Regions from separate parts of the Drosophila melanogaster genome. Here regions 2 and 3 are each linked to region 1. The links are chromatin contacts, called in public Hi-C and targeted proximity ligation maps. All regions are on one chromosome and are shown on one strand. The core of a region is the stretch at or near the end of the contact, and the rest is flanking DNA. Distances in the headings are between cores, read along the strand shown.

Region 1 (3,254 bases), core at 151-2,650:
ATTATATTCGCGTTATTATTGTATAATAAGAGAGAAATGCCATAAAAAATTGGGAGGTTGGGTTAAAACAACAGGCAAAACCGAAGTAGAAAAAAAAAACACCAGAGAATTGCGCATTTTTGTATTAATCATGCTATATTTTTGACGAGGCCCGAAGAATGTTGGCCAATGTATTTGTATTTGTGCGTAATTTATTTATTTTTAAATCGAGTTTGCCTGCCTGCTCTCTGTGCATTTGTGTGTGTGTGTGTGTGTGTGCGAGCATAAGTGCGAGTGTGTGTGCGTGCTGCGACAAAAATAAGTCGCCGCAATAACAAATTGCTGAAATAGAACCAAAATAAAGCAGAAGAACAGAAGAGATCTATAGAGGATGAGGCAATGACGGAACCCGGGCCAAGTTTGTTGTTGTTGCGCCTGCTTTTGTTTCTCTGTATTTTTATTATTTTATTTTTGTGCATGTTATTTCTGATATTGGCTTTTTAATGGTGTGGCTAAAAACCGGAAATTGTTTGTCCGGCTATTGTTGATGACGTATGACCATCGAGTTGTTGGCGGCTTTGGCGCATAATTTGGCCACACTAATTAACAGTGCCGAAACGAACAACAAAAACACACATGCCGCCACCAACACGAATGCCTTTTAAAGCGAGAAAAAACAAAAAAAATGCTCTGACCACATGTCTAAACGTAGCTGCGCGCAGGCCAGAAAGAGAGGGCACGATTGCCGAAAGAGAGTGGCCGGTGATAAGCCTGTATGTGTGTGTGTGTGAGCCGAGCGAGACAAACAGACAGGTGTCATTGACCTTTTTCGCTGCGAAACAGCACACACACACACACATTCACACAGCCAAACAATTTTGTGTGCACTTTTTTCAGCTGCGTTTGCTTCTTTTCCCTCTCCACCCTCTGCCCCTTTCGCACTCTTGCCCTGCTGCCGCTGCTGCTTTTTCTCCTTTGTTGTTGCTGCTGCCTTCACTGCTTATGCTGTGAACTGCTTGGCCTTGAACTTAGACGCGCGTCTTCTAATCGCTCCACACTCCCTCCGCTGCCACGCCCACACATGCATGCACGCACTGCGATGTTGTTGTTTTTGTATTTATTAATGGGACCAGGAATGGAGACGATTCGACATAATTAGTATGATAATTGAACGAAATATGTGTTTCAATTCATTCGTTTTATACCTTCCATAGAATTAATTTTCAATTGGTTTTAAAACAAAATTATAGTTTTCTGGTGCAATAGTATTAAATTTTTCTACTAATTTATTTAAGCGACTAGTTCTCAAATACAAGTTACAAATATGTATGCATGTACATGACCGATCACCAAGGTGATTGGGATCTCTCCTTCTTTATTGTTATTATTGCACTGAACAAGCTGTGCGTTTTGGATCATGCCCAAATTGGTATTAATTACGCAAGCCGTGTAGCTGCCATTTGTTTTGCCATTGCGAAATGCAACGTATTTGCAGTGAGTCAACTTGTTTTCGCTGTACCAGCCGCACTTAATTGTGTTTTTATTTGCATTCAACTCGCGGAAAATCGAATGAATCGGAATTGATTGTTCCAAGAAGCGATGCGAGGGCAGCCACAGTGATTCACATGGGGACTCGCATCTCTTAACCGCTCAACCCGCCATCCATACGTCCATCCAACTAGCCATCCATCCATCCGCGGCGCAGACATAGCCACCCACCACCCATCACCCATCATTATAAGCAGCTGCTCCCGAATCTTATCATGGGAAGAGGGTCTAAGGTCCAAGCAAATAATACCCAGCCGCAACAGCCATGGCAATAACAATAGTGCTGGCGACAGCGGGAACAAAAGTAACGCATGGAGCCAGCCCCTCCACGCGCACACTTGGAGCCAACAACACATGACATGGTCGACGTTCGTCAGCCGGTCGTATGACGAGAGTCTCCCCCGATTTCACCTTCCCTTCGGAAGTCTGCAGTCGCCTACGCATGAACCTCGAACATACTTACAAGTGCGGCCATGATAATAGAGATCTGACACATAAATAGTTCTTAATAGTTGGAACTGGAAAGGAAATCGTCGGACAGCTTGGTAATTGTGGAAAATTGTGTGCAAATATTAAATATTGTCTTTGATTTCATTACTACTTGACTTTTTTGTTTTTGTTTCGTTTTTAAAAACTTTCGCTGATCCTTAAGCCAATGAGTCACTGCAGAATTTTAGTATTTTTTCCGCAGCTGTGCACACCCATTTATTTCTCAGTGTGTACAATTATGGTTTTCACTATGTGATTTAAAGAACAGCAATAAGAAATGTATTATAGGAAAACTTAAGTATAATAAACTGCTGGTGCGAATGGCAACTAAAGCTACAGGAAACTTAGGGGGTAAGCTGTTCGACGTGGGTGGGTGGTGGTCGTGGTGGTGGTGGTGGTGTGGTAGTGACGGGCGGTGGACAGGCGATGACGTGGTGTTTATATGGTTACGGGATCTTGTGATCATTTTGTATGGGACCGTCTTCTCGTGAAAGTGTTTATTCGGTATCTCATTCGGCGACACACACACACACACTCCCACACACAGACATCCGATGAGAATACACCCACAAGAATCAACAATTGGCCAATGGCAAGTTGTTTGTTTTGATATTTTGATTCCAGATTATGGGCAATCTCTGCGGATGGTGAGTAAGGATTAAGAGCTTATCAAACTAGTTGTCCGTGATTAGCCATGTTACTCGCATGGAACAAGGCACTGATAATTATATGTGGGAATACATTGTATGACTAATAAAGAACATATTTACGTAAGCTTATGTAGCGATTTATTTAATCTATTAAATTAGTTTTGTAACAGGTATGTTACGTATTTCTGTACAAATGTAATAAATATATCACTTAATTAGCCGCAGATAGGAATTTAGATCTGATCCTACTTTTATGTAAGAACAGCGAATGATTTGTTATCTCCGCCTTTGCAGTAGAATTAAAATTGTTATTTTGACGTTTAATGTTTTGAGGAAATTTATTGGCAACCGCTATAAATTTTTAACGATTAAACAATTTGATAAGTATAAGTCTTTTAAGCTATGTATTTTGATTTCGTCACCAAATTATTTTTAAATATAATCTTCCATCATCCTTTTTTATCTGTACGAAAACCTCTAAAATCTTCCTTAAACCAGATAGTAACTAGACAAAACTGATCTTCTGTGTCAATGTCATGTTTTGTACATATTACGCATGATATTATTGTGGAAAAATAAATTTAGGTT
Region 2 (3,352 bases), core at 337-2,836, 330 kb before region 1:
CTATACACCCATTAGAGGCACTTGTTGGGCTTCCGAATGCAATTGTGTTGATTTCTTGAGACGATGGAAAGTTTTTCAGCTTTTCATAAACACTCGATTGATTTTCGCGAATTGCTATACATTTGAGTAACAAGACTTTAATTACCTCTTTCAATATTACTTAGCGAAGGCGCATATAAGTTCTTATCAAATTATTCCCTATTCTAGAATGATCTATTATTATTTCTTATGAGCAACGAACATCTTGAAAGTGAGCAAATCAGTGCAATCATTTAAGATGAATCACAGGCATTTAGAGTCATCCGATTTAGTCAACGGAACCGATCCCAAAACAATTGGAAAATGCATGATACGGCATAGGTATAATAATAACTATACAGCTCAAAAACTTGTTGCAGTTGGGGAAAATCCGGAAAGGTTCTTTGTAAACTAATGCAGGGTAATTTAAATTATACACTTAGCACTCAAGTATTTTGTTATTTGATTTTTTGCATAAATCACCCATTAGTTAGTTCTAGTAAACTTAGTTATTTAATTATAATGCAAATGGAGCTACATAATTCAGGGAAATCCCAGAAAATACGCTACCCGAATTGATAAGAAAATATCTACACTGAGGATAATTAGTAAGCCGTTAAGAGAGAGAGAGAGAGAGTGAGGACAAAATGCAATTTTTATAATACAAAAAATACATTTAATTGAAACATACATGATTTAATTAATTTTTGTAATGTTTACAAAGAACCCAAAAGTGCTGGCTCATGAATTTTTTCCCCATTCTGATGTATGTACATAAATGGAATGATTAAAAAAGAATTCTTACTCACTTTTCGTGGCAATGCGTCCCAATATTTACAAGCTCATTAATGTAAATATGTAAAAAATTTGTGGTTTTTTTGCAGTACGATGAAAACGTTGACTTTGTTTGTGGTATTTGTTTTTAATGTATTAAACTTTTTTCCTTCTATCATTTATTTGTGGTTGTCACAGCACTTTTGCATTTTCAGCTCTTTTTACTTTTTTATTTTTTTTTTTCGTTTTTAGTGGCCTGGCATGTCAACTAAAAAATTTTTGTCATAAGAAAAACGCACGTTAAAGGTTTTTCTCTCAGTTGCTGTTGTTGTTGTTTTCGCTCGGGAAGAGGAAGCATGTTAAAGGTAGTGTGCATGTGCGTGTGCGTGTGTGTGTGTGTCTGTCTGTGTATGTGTGTGTGAGTAGAAAATAAATAAAAATTCGCACACCGCGACCAGCGTCAACAACAAACAAGCAACAACAACAACAACTGACACTGACAGACCGACGTTACTAATACGCAAGAGCGCAGGCAGCGACGCCGGCAAACGCTGCAGCAGCGAACGCCGCCTTCGATCCGAACCCAAATCGGTCGGGCACAAGAATCGCCCGTCTGGGCAGTGAGGAGAATGGAGAATCTCGCAGAGAAGCCGAGTCTGGCGAGAATATCCCACTATCGGAGTAGCCAAGTATCCGAGAAACCGAGAATCCGAGGAAGCGTGAAGCCGAGAAACCGAGAAACCGAGAATCCGAATCCAAATCCAAATCAGCGGGGCCGGGACCGAAGCGAACCGCTCGAGCCGACGGACAATAAAGCTAAAGCCAGCCTGCTGCCACAGCTGAGCAGACCGCTGCAGTCGCGTTCGACGAGCGGATGCACTCACGCACACAAGCAAGCCAGCATTTCCACTCGGCCAAAAAGTGCATTCGCAGAACTCACTCAATGAGAGCGAGAGGGAGCGGAAGGGAGAGAGAACGAGAGGTTGGGAGAGCGAGTTAGCCGGCTTGCGTGCAACTGTATGGGTGCCTTCATTCATGGCAGCCGGTAAAAAAAGGCTAAAAGCGAAATTGGTTAACAGAGAGCCACAGCAGCAAGAGGCTAGAAGTAGACGTTGGAAAAAAAGCGAAGAAAAAGAAAATGGTGGCCCAGAGAGCGCTGGATTTTCCGCTCAAGTCGCGGGAAAGGCCAAGAGCAAGTACAGTGCAATTTTTAATTGCACACACACACACACACACACACAGAGACTCGCACTCACACACACACATATGCATAATGCACGCTCTCTGAGAATTTCACACATATTTTTTTATTCAAGCAGCATTTTGTTCTCGAGTTTGTAAAAATTTGCAACGATTCGCTGCCAGTAGTGGTGCTTGCATTTCATTTTTTTTTTCTTTCTGCTCAGCCTCAGTTTTGGTGGGTTTTCGATTTTAGGTCCGCGTCCGAATCGCCAGCGTTCGGCACTGGAGGCGCTCACTCACCGCTCGAAATGCAACTGGCGGCCAGCGACGAAGCAAACCGATCCGAGCCGGCTATACGTCTATATATTCCACATCCACTTCCCACAACGGAGGCTCTTCTCGGCCGGGGGAGCGGCGGGGCACGCGGAAATCGGCGGGAGGAATACGTAGGCTACCGTTGCACATGCACTTTTTTAGTTTTTATTTTGGTTTTGAGCTTTTTTGTTTTCGTATTGTTTTCGTTTTTTCACTTTTTTCGGTGCGAATGTCGAGTGCCAGAGCGTACTGAAAACTAAAATAATTCATTTGGGCTGCCACTTTGAAGAATTGCGATTTTTGTGAGAGAGTCGGGAAAGGATCTATGGATGGTGACCCCCAAGGATTGAGCGATCGATAATTGGGTTGGAGCCCAGATAAGCGTTGCATTTTTCCGGGAATCGTTATAGTGCACTACTCGAGGGTCGTAAAAGTAGACAGCTTATTTTTAGTAAACAATCGTATCAGTTCTATAACCCAAATACCTTTGTTAAGCCTTATAAATTATACCAACCCACAGACTTCTCTTATAGTTATTTTTATTTGAGTTATCAAAAATCGTCAAATTTTTGACATTTTTCATAAGGCCATTTCCAGCTAATTATGTTTGCTAAGAACTTCAAGACTTTATATTAAAGTCATTTTGTCAAGACATAAGATAATCGCCTTTAATATAGCCTGACTAACCCCAAAATTACCCATTGACTGACTGAGAAACTGAGTGAGTACCTATTATTAACCAAAAGCCCCAACGAGGAACTGATTGCGCACCTTAGCGACTGAACAACTGGGAAACTGACGACCGGACTGACTGACCAACTGAGGAAATGACCGACTGAGAACAGACTGCAATTCGAGTCGACTTGCAGCGACTCAATTGCATGTCATTGTAGACGAAAATATTTTTAGTTTTATTGTTATTATTTTCCTTATTTTTTGTGCAGTTTTTTCGGCGTTGACTTGGCGTTGGCGTTGACTGGAACAACTTATGGACCGGACCGATGGAGAATGAGATGTGGGCGGTGAAGGGGCAACTAGAAGAGGGGCAACTGAGGGGCTGTTG
Region 3 (3,169 bases), core at 63-2,562, 430 kb after region 1:
TTAAGATACATATACATATATTGTTCATCGAGAACTATAAATCACTTTTAACAAATTGATTGAATTAACCATCCGATTAGTGGTTTTGAAACGACTCGATTCGCGGGTTGTCAATGAAAGTCAAAAATATTCCACAGCGACAGATGTTCGTTCCCACACCCACGCAATCGAATTAAACGTTTTCCAGCGTCTTTGCTATTTGTTTATTTGCTTTGGACGAACTTCTGCGTTCCATCTCGCTGTTGCCGATCCTAGCGAATTGGATAAAAGTGTTAAGTAATTCTAGTATTTGGCATTTACATACATATGTAAAACACTTCGCTGTCTATGCGCAATAACTCCAACTTGGTTTCGGTGCTGAATTTTATTCGCGTATTCGTTTGTTTGTTTGTTTTGTTTTTTGCTTTCGCGGTGTGTTTTCGGTTTCTTTTCGGCTTTGCGCAGTTTTCAAAGTCAAGGTTAATTTAAATTTGTAGCCGTGTTGTTGTGAACGCTTAAATTAAGTCGGTTCGGTTTATGGGTTCTGTAAATGGTTATTTTCTATGTTTTCTACCTGGTACTTGCTGTTCTAAAAGTATTCTGGAATAAATTGCAAACTCTATTTCGTACTTACTTTGCACAGCCAACTGTTGCTGATGCGCCGCCGCGCGCTGTAAAGGAAATAAATGAATAAGTTAAAAATACTATAGCTTAAATTCCCCTTAAATATAAATACGTAGCTGTGAAAGTGCTTTATAATGTTATATTAATATACGGGTCTTATTTATTGCTAGTCATAATTTAGGTGTTTATTTTAATATAATATTTTAAAAATATTATCATATTATTACTAAAGTAATTAAGATTAAGATTAACTAGTTTATGTTATTCAATCGGTTGCTATTCTTACACTGTTGACCATCATGGCGCGAATTCCTGGTAAGGATTGCACATCAAGGGAGTGGCTGCGTCCGCGACGCGTTTTATTGGTGGGCGAGACGGGCGGGGGGCCGGGCGAGGTGGGCGTGGCAGAGCTGCTCGAGTGAGTGTGCCGATATATCCAACGCTTCACCGCCGACATTTTGCCGCAGTTTTATGTATTGTTGTTTTGGAAATTTTTGTTCTGTTATCAGCTGGTGTGATTCATAATTACCAAAGTTCACTTTTGGTTATATATTTTTGTTAATAAATTGATAAAATGTTTATCTACACAAGAAAACCAATTCAAATTCAAATTTAAATTCAGCCGTCAACTGCTTGTTTACCCGCGATCACTGCTTGCCGGTCAACTGCTTGCAACATTTGATTTCGCTACTCAACGCCAGGGGCGCTTTACTGTGCCGTTTTAAACATTTATATCATTTTGTTTTCTGCTTTTTTATTTACTCGTAATAAATAAAATAAAATTTGATAAGTGCATATAGGGGATTTGCCATTGCCACCCATAAACTATGTAAATTTCCCTGCCTTTCCCAGCGCGGTAATGCCAATTTATGTATATTTTTTAATTACCCGGCAAGAATTTTCGCCGAGTTTTCGTGTTTAAGGAAATGGGAAAATAAGTGAAATAACGACAATGTCGCAGAATCTCATTGGAGCAGCTATAATTATTTCCAGCGGTCCGCGTCTTATCACCTTTCCCCATCACCCCACAAATTAATCCTTGACCCCGAACTCTTTTAATTAACAAATAAGCACAAAGCATGATCATTCGAAAGAACAAACTGGTGACGCATTAAGTTGATTGAACGAACGCAGCCATAAAGTTCAGTGGATTTAAGAGGAGGCGTGTTTCTCTTGCTAGTTGATTGCCTGCTGTCTTGTGTCCGTTCAATTGAAATTGACAAAAACTTTGATTGAAAGGTGCACCCAATTAAAAAGCAACAGACACGAGACCAGAAGACCAGCGATTCTATACAATGAAAACTGATTAAAACTGGAAAAAGAGGTTTTCCAGCGAGGAAATATCCTAGCTATAGCAAATATAAAACTCAGCTCGACATACCAAAATTTCCGCACTAATAATTGCCGATGGCCAAAACCGCATATTGACATAGATATGAAGGGTTCACAGATATAGATATCTATATTAATTTCCTACAGCAAGTAAACAATCGACTAAATGTGCTGCCGTCGACTGATGCAAATTTATAAAGCCCGTCAAAATATTACCCAATCTTATTTAATTCTCATACTTTCAGACTTAACACCTGACCGAGTCTCAAGGAATTGATAATTTTTTAACAAACTTCTGATTTCCACACACCTCGGGGCGTATACTTAATATTGTCAGCTTGCGCTTTTGCGTTCTTATCGTATTTTGATTGTTTTGTTTACCCGCGACGGTGTAACTTGTTTTTAGCACGACAAACAAGCAGCAAATATTATAGACGTAAATAATACAAGTATAATTAGCCTTTATACGACCATTGAAAATTCGCAAATTCACAGAAACGTATGTATTTCGCTTTCATTTCTAATATTTCTTTCTTCGCCGTTAGCGCCAATATTTGTTAGAGAAATGCGCGCAAAACTAATAGTAAGTAAATAAAATTCTAGCAAAACAGACTCCGCGACCAGACAACAAAACGCAAACAGAATGTAAAAGTCATTAACGTTAATTAGCTGCTCGCCGGAAGGCAAATAAACCACAACGAAACACAAAAAGGAAGCAATATTGCTCGAAAGGGTAAGGGTTTTGGCCAGGCAACTGTGGCCAAATCTTACATTTTTGGCCACAAATCAATTCGACTTAGTTCCATTTAGCATTATTCCGCGCCTGATTGGAATTCTGCCAGTTGTGCGATCGATTCAAAAACAATCTCGAGTCTAGAAGAATTTAATTAACATTGCGTTAACAGCGGCATGTTAATTTCCAATTGGCATGTGACCAAGCGCGTAAAAGATTTCAACCAAACAAAAAAAAAAAAAAAAGTTGCCTTCCGTGAAACAATATATTTATTTACTAGCCGTTTTGACCTAAATTTACTAAACATTTAAGTGAAATCATCAACGTCCTAAGGCATATTAAGCAATTGTAAAAATCTGTTAAAATAATATATGTTTTGAATGCTACAGAATTTATATGTTGAAATATTTTGAATTCTAACATTTAGCCAATTAACTTTTTAAGAAACTATTTAAGATATTTTAACTTGCATATTAAGTTGTTTTAATAAATGTGCAAGCA

What was found. Hi-C and Micro-C count contacts between places; a contact is called where the count stands out from the background.
Region 2: a Hi-C map of the Kc167 cell line shows a contact between it and region 1, with 1.8 times the contacts expected there. A contact is called at or near these places in 3 of 107 Hi-C or Micro-C datasets (the D17-c3 cell line, the Kc167 cell line and the ML-DmBG3-c2 cell line).
Region 3: a contact with region 1 is called in a targeted proximity ligation map of the Kc167 cell line, with 3 times the contacts expected there. A contact is called at or near these places in 5 of 107 Hi-C or Micro-C datasets (the ML-DmBG3-c2 cell line, embryo, eye imaginal disc and 1 more) and 2 of 7 datasets of targeted methods (both in the Kc167 cell line).

The regions. Positions count from the first base shown.
Region 1 is chr3R:21,613,886-21,617,139 of dm6, reverse strand. It overlaps lncRNA:CR44034 (long non-coding RNA:CR44034), which reads left to right and starts at 1,400. Exons shown (of 1, transcript NR_074041.1): 1 at 1,400-2,120. All of the region lies in intron 1 of InR (Insulin-like receptor), which reads left to right.
Region 2 is chr3R:21,947,348-21,950,699 of dm6, reverse strand. Eip93F (Ecdysone-induced protein 93F) reads right to left here and starts at 1,586. Exons shown (of 7, transcript NM_001104395.2): 1 at 1,298-1,586; 2 at 828-1,060.
Region 3 is chr3R:21,183,029-21,186,197 of dm6, reverse strand. SNF4Agamma (SNF4/AMP-activated protein kinase gamma subunit) reads right to left here. Exons shown (of 13, transcript NM_169946.2): 7 at 614-650. Among named protein-coding and RNA genes, the nearest start is that of Snmp1, 16 kb to the right of the region's middle.